2 separate regions of the Triticum aestivum genome follow, and region 1 is linked to region 2. Evidence: chromatin contacts called from public Hi-C data. All regions are on one chromosome and are shown on one strand. The core of a region is the stretch at or near the end of the contact, and the rest is flanking DNA. Distances in the headings are between cores, read along the strand shown.

Evidence for each region. A called contact is a pair of places that touch in the nucleus more often than the background predicts.
Region 1: a contact with region 2 is called in a Hi-C map of leaf, with 2.0 times the contacts expected there. The contact joins two enhancer-like sites. A contact is called at or near these places in 2 of 5 Hi-C or Micro-C datasets (both in leaf).

Annotation. Positions count from the first base shown.
Region 1 is chr2A:105,703,193-105,709,171 of IWGSC CS RefSeq v2.1, reverse strand. No RefSeq gene overlaps it. Among protein-coding and RNA genes, the nearest start is that of LOC123187830, 83 kb to the left of the region's middle. Within about 2 kb of position 2,406, at least 2 of the 8 cell types and tissues checked have an H3K27ac peak or open chromatin away from gene starts, as enhancers often do. A contact at or near this core is called in leaf, where this site is marked.
Region 2 is chr2A:105,669,313-105,674,910 of IWGSC CS RefSeq v2.1, reverse strand. No RefSeq gene overlaps it. Among protein-coding and RNA genes, the nearest start is that of LOC123187830, 120 kb to the left of the region's middle. Within about 2 kb of position 1,395, at least 8 of the 8 cell types and tissues checked have an H3K27ac peak or open chromatin away from gene starts, as enhancers often do. A contact at or near this core is called in leaf, where this site is marked.

The sequences.
Region 1 (5,979 bases), core at 1,157-3,656, 33 kb before region 2:
CGGGACCAATGGTTGTGGGCCAGGAGCGAGGCCCATTGGTCTCGGTTCATCCCACCAACCGGGACCAAAAGGTCCAGATGAACCGAGACCAATGGCCCACGTGGCCCGGCCGGCCCCCTGGGCTCACAAACCGGGACCAATGCCCCCATTGGTCCCGGTTCTGGACTGAACCGGGACTAATGGGCTGGCCTGGACCAAAGCCCTGTTTTCTACTAGTGGGTGTGGCTCAACCCCGCCTACGCCTCTGCCTTCAGGAGTTAAGTTACAAAAACCACGTAAACTGACCGTAGTGGAAAAAAAGTTAGACCACATAAGAGACTTGCACAAGTGTGCTCGTGTCGGAACAATGTTTCGTCCTACAAGGATAGTGACCTAGCCTTGAAAATGACTCACACTTAAATCCACTTTAGATAGGTATAGTTCGAAGATTTTACCTTAGTGTCTCGTTTTCCCACTTTTTTTGCCACTTCACTGAGCCTACTTTGTTCTTTCCTAGAACCTTTTCTTTCCATGCAAGCTCGTTTTTCAAATGCCGCATTTCCCGAGCTAGTTTTGTTGCACCTTATACTAGCTCTAATTTCCCTAAAAATGCCATGTTTGGACGATCGTGTTTTGTGACTTGATGGTAAGACCTTAACTACCAAATAAGTATACTTGGCGGCCTTTAGACTTTTGTAGGATGTTCCTTTCACAACTCAATTACTCCACAAATCGTTGTCGCATGTTCATCAGGCTGGTTGGCTATGGAAGGCTCTTTATAACCAGCGTTGTTTCAGAAGGCCCCTCTCTTTCTCGGATACTTACCCTTTCTGCAACTTACCGGAAACAACCAAGCATGTAACATGATCTTCAGAACGGCATGCCTCCTTGCAAGGTCCGGTCGGCGGTTCTCATCCCCGCCCTTTGGCATTTATGGAAGTGTCGCAATGCCAAGATTTTTAGAAATGAGATTGAAGCTAGCTATCGCCTCTGTCTTTTGCAGCTGCGCAAATGGCTTGATTCTTTGGTTCAAATGATGTTCTGATGCCTCTTGCACTTGCCTCCTTCAAGCTTAAGGGATTATATTTGGCCCTCCCGCTGTCCATGTATGGTTTTCCCGCCATATGTACAACTCTTTTATATTATAAATCGGTTCAGGCCAGCTTTTTCCGCCGTAGTTTCCTAAAAAAACTGTAAACCTACCTTGGCGAGAATTGCTTTTGTCTTCACAACATGAAAATATCGACACGAGCAATTCCAACCACAAGTCGTGCCTCTCTACTATTATTACTACAACCCGCCAACTTACTTGGGCGAATCAAGATTTAATAGATTCTTTTTAGAAGACACCCAAAAAGCATCTTATATCTGATATTTATAAAGGAAAACAATAGGCAGTATACTGAAAAGACAACTGGACGCAGACCAACCAGTACAAAACGATTTTTTTTTGCGGGAAATAGATTCTCATTTGAATTGGAGTTAATACAATCCTCTGATTCGACTAATAGATGACCAATTTCTCAAAATGCCGAGAGGAAGAATCGCAATCGGCCAGTGTGCTATAAAAAACAAAGAAGCCATTTTTCTCTCAGCTATAATCTACAAAATTCTAAAAATCCCCGACAATAGTTCGCTACAGTGTCGGTCGCTAGACGTCCATAGGCCGTGGTGCATAGCATCGCCCACGTCCCCGTCGGCCGTATTAACTCACTGGCGCACTTGTACATCTCGCCCCCCTGGCCCCCAGCTAGAAAACGACGAGCAAATGCATGTATAAGCACCCCAATACGCAGGGACCGGTCGGCGACGTCGATCACTCGACTCGAGGTAGGAGTACACTTGTACGTACTCCCTTCGTTCCGAATTACTTGTCGCAGATATAAATGTATCTAGATGTATTTTAGTTTCAAATACATTCATTTTTGTGATAAATAATTTGAAATAAAGGAAATAGATACAACTCCTCGTCCCTGCCCGGCGTTATCCCACCCAGCGACGTCAAACGTCCGGCGTCATCCCACCCAGCGACGTATCGGATCCTCCTCGCCCCCGCCCGGCCGCCCCTCCTTTGAATACGGAGGACAAGCGGACAACGCACGCGGGACGGCGACGCCCCCGCGCGCGCATCACCATCCTAGGCGATCTACCGATAGATTGGCTAGGCCTAGCGCGCGAGAAGGACCGTCGGTACGTACGTACGTGCCTCCCGGCGGCGGGGCACACACCCTTTACGGCTTCCCGGGCCACGCCCGCGCTGGCCGGCCGGCCGGCCAGGGGGCCGGGCCGCATTCACGCCACAGCTGCTCGACAGCAACGGATCGATGGTGGCCTCGCGCGCGCGCCCCACGGCACGAGCTGGACTGTACGCGGCGCGACGGCGACCCGGCCGGACGGCGACGTTCCTTTTTGTGCCTGCGCGGCCCGGGTTCCCACGCCGCCCGGGGCCGGAGCAGATGGGACGTGCACGTCCGCCGTGGGGACGCGCGCCCACGGACAGCCAAAATGCGCCCGTGCATGCATGCCATTCTATTGTCTATAGCAAATTAGCGAGCATGAGACATTATTAGTGTCAGCAGTAGTACTACCACTGTAATAGAACTGTTGTGAATTACGCTCCGCTAGTGCTGCAAAACACGAGGATGCATGATCTCTGGTCAGGGTAAAGTGCTCTCGCCAGATTTCGAAATCCATATATGCGTCTTCACAGGGTTTTTAGAACAAGAAGACCATAGAAATGGAGTATGTGGTTGGATTGGAATTTTCCTACGAAAACCAGCACAAATAAGTCATAAGTAAAATCTCCTAAGTATTGTAATCCTGTAATCAAAAAGCCCGTGTAGAAAAAAAACCAAGGATTAGAATTCTTCGAAAGTCATTTGGATTTTTTAATCAAAGAGGTCCTTACTGATGCTAGCGTCTAGAGGTTCTTCAGGCTAGTCATCTACTCCATCCGTTCCTAAATATTTGTCTTTTTAGAGGTTTCAAATGGTGACTACATACGGAGCAAAATGAATGAATCTACACTCTAAAATATATCTATATACATCCGTATGTGGTGACCATTTGAAATCTCTAGAAAGACAAATATTTAGGAACGGAGGAAGTAATGCGGAGTGTGACTGTGTGAGCTATAGCCACATTCATTATGCATGGATACAACATGCTGACAACCAGTGACGACTTGTTTTAGTAGCAGCATACCATACTAGTACCGCAATAGTACTCTCTTCGATCAATGTTACTTGTCTTTGTATAAACAATAACAAATAATATGGATTGGATTTGTGATGACGGTATAATGCTCTCGTGAAGTTATTTCAAAGTATAAATAGTCTGCGTGTCATCCCTCCCCTCCGTCACCCCATGCGCGGGCGATCAAGGGGCACCAACCCAGCCACCGGTCCCCTCCTCCTTCTCCTCCCTTCCCTCCGCCTTTGCCGATGGTCGGCGCCGAGCAAAGCCCATGCGTTTGATGGTGACGGCGGAGGTATTGCCTCCCATGCCGAGTCATAGGGTGGCACGAGATGCCCTAACTCGAGGGTGTGAACCTGATCTGGATCGCGGCGGCGCCGATTTGGACCAAGGCGGCCTGATGGACAACGATGGCGCGGCAGCCGGCCGGTGTCCCAGTGGTGGCCTTGGCAGCAGGATTGGCGCAACCCTTCTCGATCAGGGGTGGACGTCCATGAATCAGGGGCAGTGGCCTCCCTGTCTGGTGGCGCGGCGGGGCGGGTGGGTTGCTGGGGATCAAATCGGATGGCCGGTAATTCACCAGCGGGTTGGTGCCGCGGCTTGCTGCCCTCGCGGCCAACGGCACCGAGCCGCATCTTGTTGCAACCCACGTTGCGTGCACTCTGTCTTACCGGACATGGCCCTGCTGCTAACCGGTTACCGGGTTGGGACAGAGCGGGAGACGGGGATCCGGATTGGGACAACTCCCAGGTCGGCTCCTGCCGGCCACAATGGCGAAGACACCCCTATTTTTCTTCATGGAGACGTTGTTCGGGTTCGCCCTACCTTTTCCCACCTCACAGTCTCTTTGGTGAAATCTGTAGGGAGGAAATGACGCTCATGGCATCATGTCCTTCGAGGAGTTCTCGTGAGAGCTATGTGACGGTGGGTACCGCTTGGGTGCGTGGGCAGTTGTAGATGGTGTGCCCCTCTTCCTCCAGGTAGTAATTGTCTAGACCTAGGTCTCCTAGATCAGATGATGACGAAGACTTTTGTGCCGTTCTCCCACCTGGGGACATCGTCTTGGAGCAGAGGTTCACTGGAGAGACCAACAGGTGGAGCGGCGTTGCATCGACCACATTGAAGACGGTGGGTCTCAGCGGCGTGGAGCAGTGGAGTCTCGGAGTTGGATGCGGTTTGATCGATGCGTGTAGGCTGGTGGCAATGTCTGGTGTCGTCGACGACAGATGAGACTGGCAAGATCTATGTCGTGATTCCTCCTGAAGACGGGATGGCGGAAAATGGCGGCGGCGGACCCTAGAGCGTGCGCAGGCGGTGCATGTCATGGGACGCCTAGAGCGGATGGTCTTAAGTCCAATGGATTAGATTGTGTTTGCTATGCGGGCAGAGCATATCTATATACTTGTAGGTGTAGCGACTTTATTCGTCTGAATAGTGGCTTTGGGTTGATTCTTGTATACATGTTGTCAGGTTCTAGTGAATAATTAATACATATGGCTGTGTGCATCATGCTAATGCAAAGGTCGGGGTAATCCTTCTTTTCGGAAAAAAACGTGGAGCGGTTTTTTTTGGCAGGACACCTAGTGCGGCAATGTGAGTTACAACCCGATCGGCAGACTTGCACATATAGGTCACGTACATTATACATAGGTATAACGCGTAGGTGATTGGCGAGGACTTGTTAGTATAGTACAACATAATACCACCACTACAGTGGCACAATTTGTGGTCTGGGTAAAGTGCTCTTCGTCAAATTTCAAAGTACAAATAGTCCAGGAGTCATTCACATCCCTTTATATATCAAACATGGAGCGATTTTTTGACTATCAACTAGTGCAGCAGTGTGAATTACATCCCGGTCAACAGGCACAATAGCACGTATTAAAATGCTCTCCGTCAAATTTCAAAGTATAAATAGTTTGTGTATGATTCACGTTCCTTTACGAACCAAACATGAAAATGTTTTTCAGGCATGTTGGTGCATGTGACGAGACAATTGACTAAGGCACCAATACAAATAAGGCACTTACATTTTTTTTTGCGGGGAAAAAGAACATTTCATTAATTAATCAAGGTTTTACAATCCTCTGAAATAAAAATGCTAATCTCCTCGGGTGCTTTTGTTAACCAACACGCAGTGCGTTGTTGTCCACGGCCGATCGCTGCCATAGCATGGCTTGCTTTGTTTTGTAGTCTGCCAATCTTTTTGATTTTAGCTTGCCTCTCTTGGAGCAATGCACTGACTTCTGCAACTTGGAACATGTTGCTGGACCGGTCCAGAGTGCCGGATTGCAGTAGTGCGATCAGTTCGGCACAGTCTGACTCCACCTCAAGAGGTTCCTTGGACCAGTGCAACGCCAGTTTGAGGCCTTCTTCGCAGGCCGCCAGCTCCGCCTCGAGGGGTCCAGGACAGTTGAAGAGCCACCTGCAAGCGGCGAAGATCACAGCTCCTGTGTGGTCTCTCAGAACCATGCCGGCGCCCGCCGATCCGTCAGCTGCGACAAAGGATCCGTCCGTCAATGTTAAGCTTGACATAGCCAGCTGGTGGGGCCACCCAGTTTGCAGAGGTAGCGAGGGAAGGAGCACGGATGGTTTGTTTCGGGAGTTCAGCTAGCACCAACGTCTGCTTCCCCTTGACTATGTCCCCATGCGGATTTTGTTTGATCATTAGCAACGTGTCTGCATAGCTGCACAGGAACCTCTTGGACGCTTCGACGGGTACGAGTGGTTTATCATGCGTAATTTCATTCCTGACATGCCACACTCGCCAAAGTAACATGAGGAGGAGCATGCGCTGAGTCTCGT
Region 2 (5,598 bases), core at 146-2,645:
CTTCCTCCCGGAGGCTTTGTGATGTTGCTCTCTTCTCTCATCATCTTGGATTGTCAGGATCGTGTTCTTTTCATGCTTATCCATTTAACCGGAGTGTCGTGCCCTCTTTTCAAGTTCTCTCATCTTGGCTAGTTCATATTCAATTCCTTTCTTTTACAGTCGGTGTGCTGCCCAAATTACATCATTCTTATTCCTTCTCTATCTTGTTTGATCGGAGTGTTGTGTCTATCATTCCTCTTCTAACCGGACTCTCATCCAAGTGCTTTCATTTTGACAAATTCATATTATTGCCTTCCATTTCCAACCTGAGTGTTGTCGTATTTGATCTTTATCGTTCCTTCTACATCTCTTTTCATCCGGAGTGCTTGCATGTATTTCTTGTCCTTGGTGACACTTTTTTCTTATGTCTTTCAACCTACAAGATTCTAGTAATGTTCCTTGTTCCTCTTTCCTAACAGAGTGTTTTTCAACTTTGTTCATCTTCATTGTATTCTTTCTTTCAATTTGTTCAACCTCGCAAGGTTCATTGGTTTCACTCGTTTGTCAAAGAAGCAACTTAGTTTTACCTCTTCTCTTCCTCTTCCATTTCTCTCCGGTGCCATTCTAGATCTCGGGACGAGATCCTCTCGTAGTGGTGGAGTGTTGTGACGGCCGAGACCGATGCTCCAGATGTCTTCCATTTATTTTGCCGTTGCCATGTGCATTTGCATCCATCATGTTCATGATTTCTTGCTTGCTTGTGATGTTTTATTATTATTATTATTATTTTGCATCATGCATTCGTCTCTATATGATTGTTGTGCTTGTTTCCTTTTACTTCTTCATGTGCATTACGACACCTTCTTCTTGTCCTTGATCCTTCCTTTTTACTTATTGATCAACTTCAACTTGGTTTCACCCAAGTTTCTATCCCATCCAAACTTCTCTTTTCTTCTTTATTCCATTTTTTTCTTGTGGCACTTTCCCTGTTCGAAAAAATGTTCAACCTATCCCTATAAATCCTAAATGATGCCTACACCCTCTCTGTAACTTCTTATCTCAATTGAAATTGTTTTGGTTAGGGTTTAAAATGGTTCAAGTTGGAATTTAATTCAAACTTGAATTATTTTTACTCCCTTTAAAAATCTCCAAACCAATTTTGTTAAATAGAGCACATTTTCAGGATCGTCAGAATATTTTTATATTTCTCTAGTTCATCTCCTTTTTTCCCTGCTCTTCCCTTTTGTATTTCTGCCTGTAGTAATGGAAAAAGATTTTAGAGAAGGGAATAGAGGAGAGGAGAGAATAAGAGCTAGCCCGCTGGCCTCCTGGGCCTCCCAACCTCCCATGCCGGCCACCTGAGGCCATCCATTCCCGCAGCCCAAGCCCCCTTCTAACCCTAGGCCCACCTAACCCACTAATCTAGCCCCAATCCGATCGATCCCCTCCTCCTTGTCTCCCTGCTCGCGCCGCCAGGAGAGAGCGCCCGCGCCCGTTGCCCTCAGCGCCCGATCCGTTCTCTCCCATCTCTCCCTCCTCTCGCTCTCCTCGCAACGCACCAGAGGAGGATCCCCGCGCCCGATTCCCCAGTCCCTCGTCCGGATCCGTCAAGCCCCGCCGCCTCCTACTGTTTTCTTCCCTCGCCGGAGCTGCGTCAAGTCTTGTCGCTGCCCTGCTTCCTCGTCCTCGCCATCGCTTCCCTACACCTCTAGGCGCCGCCCCTGCAGCCCTCTCCATCGAGCAGGATCAGGAGCGCCATGAGGACGCCCGCCTCGACCGCGCCTGGGCTGCTTCTTCGCCCTCGCTGCTCGCCTGCGGGCCACAAGGCCTGATGCCGGCCTCGCCGGAGCACGCTGCCAGCAGCAGGTCGCCGCCGAGCCATCTTGCCAGACACCCGTGCCGGAGACCTACTCGTCGCCTCCCTGCGACCTCCTTCTCGTCGCCTGCATCGGTCCCCGCTGCTTCTCCGGGGTATGGAGCCATGGACGCCACCTATTCGTCTTGTCCTCCGCGTGCGTGCTTGCCGTCGCCATCCGTTGACCTCCCGAGGCAGAGTCGTGCAAGTCCCTCGATGCCCTTTCAGTTCATCAAATCGCCAAGTTCAGTGGGGCGCCAAGTTCCTCTCCGATGTGTGTAGGACTACCGTTCCCTGGATTCGTCAAGTACCATGTCCATCTCGTTCCGTTTCATCACCGTCAAGGCCGAGAGGACGCCAAGTACCAGGACGACGAGGACCGTCAAGTTCGTCTTCCGCCGTCTTCGAAATCGTGAAGTACCACTATGAGATGTGCAACTACTTCCACGACGAAACGAGAACAACTACCGCCGTTGAAGGTCGTCAAGTGAACATTTAGCGACGAAGTGTACGACCTACTCCGTGAACGTGTACCACTACGCCCTGAGGCATCGGATCCGGCAAGTCCAACAACGACTATGCTCAACTACCCACCACCCCGAACGTCTACGAAAACGTGTCCCGCTACCCCCGCCCGAACGTCTTCAGAACATGTACCGTCAATCCTCGAAGACCCGTGGACGGCAAGTTCCTTGTTGACCCCGAACACCTACGGAGTGTGAACATCTACGAAGGGAGAACGACTACTTCCACTACAGCCATCGCGAGAACGTCTACTTCCCTCTATGAACTTGATCCGTTTCGATAATGCACGCGTCGAAAGTTATAACCCCGAGACGACGCCCGTGAATGAATCAATGCATGTTGTATGAGATGCACCCTTGTTCGCCTCGAGTCCGAACTGTCGGTGCACGTTGCCCCTCTTTTGCCTTGCCACCGACATGTGGGACACCCGGTATCCGGGATCTCTCCCCGTCACTCTTGCACGTTTCGCGCACCCACACTTGTTCCTTTGCACTAGCATCTCATTTGAGTTGCCAGATCTCCGGAATGTTGCCATGGCATCATTACCGTTTTGTCATCGTGGCACCCCTTTCTTTCTACCACGGTGACAAATACTTCATAAAATGCTCTTATCAACATTTTCATAATTATTGCATAAAACTTGCACATGTCATTCGCATCATGATAATAACATTTAAATGTTTAAAAATTGTTGTTGCACCAAATTGATAAATGCATATGGGGATTTACCGGAATTGTTGTTTGTTGTTCCGGCCTCATTTAAACTTGCCTAGTTAGGTTGTTTTCATATGCTTCACCCCCTTGCCATGTTAATCAACATTTAATATTGTTGGGTACATAAACGAGATCGAACTAAATAACTTGAATGTGGTGTTTCGTCAATATGCAACTCGTTGCATATTGAGCTCCACTTAATTTGTAGGATTGTTTGTGCACTTTGCCATGCCATGTATCATTAAACCATACATGCATCATACTTGGTTGTGCATCATGTCATGTTGTGTGATGGTTGTTTACTATGTTGTTTGCTTCTTTCCGGTGTTGCTTCTTCGGGTTAGTCCCGATAACGTCGCATTTGTGAGAATTCGTTCGACTCCGTTCGTTTGTCTTCTTCATGGACTCGTTCTTCTTCCTTGCGAGATCTCAGGCAAGATGACCATACCCTCGAAATCACTTCTATCTTTATTTGCTAGTTGCTCGCTCTATTGCTATGCCTATGTCGCGATACCTACCACTTGCTATATCATGCCTCCCATATTGTCATGCCAAGCCTCTAACCCACCCTGTCCTAGCAAACCGTTGTTTGGCTATGTTACCGCTTTGCTCAGCCCCTCTTATAGCGTTGTTAGTTGTAGGTGAAGATGAAGTTGGTTCCATGTTGGAACATGGATATTTTGTTGGGATATCACAATATTTCTTATTTAATTAATGCATCTATATACTTGGTAAAGGGTGGAAGGCTCGGCCTTATGCCTGGTGTTTTGTTCCACTCTTGCCGCCCTAGTTTCCGTCATATCGGTGTTATGTTCCTTGATTTTGCGTTACTTACGCGGTTGGGTTATAATGGGAACCCCTTGACAGTTCGCCTTGAATAAAACTCCTCCAGCAAGGCCCAACCTTGGTTTTACCATTTGCCACCTAAGCCTTTTCCCTTGGGTTCTGCAGACTCAAGGGTCATCTTTATTTTAAACCCCCCTGGGCCAGTGCTCCTCTGAGTGTTGGTCCGAACCGAGTAGACTGCGGGGCCACCTCGGGACAACTTGAGGGTTGGTTTTACTCGTAGGATGTCTCATCTGAGTGTGCGCTGAGAACGAGATATGTGCAGCTCCTATCGAGATTTCTCGGCACATTCGGGCGGCTTTGCTGGTCTTGTTTTACCATTGTCGAAATGTCTTGTAACCGGGATTCCGAGTCTGACCGGTCGTCCTGGGAGAAGGAATATCCTTCGTTGACCGTGAGAGCTTGTGATGGGCTAAGTTGGGACACCCCTGCAGGGTTTTGAACTTTCGAAAGCCGTGCCCACGGTTATGGGAAGATGGGAATTTGTTAATGTCCGGTTGTAGATAACTTGAAACTTAACTTAATTAAAATGCATCAACCGCGTGTGTAGCCGTGATGGTCTCTTTCCGGCGGAGTCCGGGAAGTGAACACGGTGTTGGAGTTATGCTTGAGCGTAAGTAGTTTCAGGATCATTTCTTGATCATTTATAGTACATGACCGTGCTTTGCCTTCTCTCCTCGCTCTCTTTTGCGTATGTTAGCCACCATATATATGCTAGTGCTTGCTGCAGCTCCACCCCGTACCTTTTCCCTACCCATAAGCTTAAATAGTCTTCACCGCGAGGGTGTGAGATTGCTGAGTCCCCGTGACTCATAGTTTACTTCCAAAACTAGTTGCAGGTGCCGATGATACCATGCAGGCGACGCAAACGAGCTCAAGGAGGAGCTCGATGAAGATCGTGTGCGTTGAGTTGTTTCGTTTCCAGTTGATCAGTAGTGGAGCCCAGTCGGGGCGACCGGGGACTTGTAGCATTAGGGGTAGTCTTCTTTTATTTTGGTTCCGTAGTCGGACCTTGATTGTATAGTAATGCTATTTTCATGTATTGTGTGAAGTGGCGTTTGTAAGCCAACCCTGTATCTCTTTCTTATTCAGTACATGGGATGTGTAAAGATTACCCCTCTTGCGACATTGCCTTCAATGCGGTTATGCCTCGAAGTCATACTCTGACACGTGGGAGATATAGCCGCATCGAGGGTGTTACAGGTAGTACAAAGATAACTACAAAGGAACAATGCAATGTCATCTTGTATATTTCGTTCATGTTTTCATGCATCATTATGGTGGGATTCAAGTCCTGAAATCACCACTCAGGGACCCATTTCAATCCTTATGTGTTTGGTGCCATATCCATGCTTGATCATGGTTCAGAGTTTGTCCCTCTTGTCCATGCTAAGTTCCCCATTTCTGAATAATACAAACTAGTCTAATTTAGGCATCATCGTATTCTCATTAGCTACTAAAAAGATCTTAGAAATAACAGTACATGATATTTGAGTTGACGTGCGCAAACTCTATTGGTCGGTCCTTGTATGTCAGGAACTTGAGTAGTTGTAGCTGCGAGGCTGTGGGTGTTACAGTAGTAGAGATGCGTCCACATCAATTCTAGAAAGCACAGAGTGATAGAGACACGGAGATGAAGGTGAGAGCAACCTTCAATCGAGCCAATGACATGGTCGATC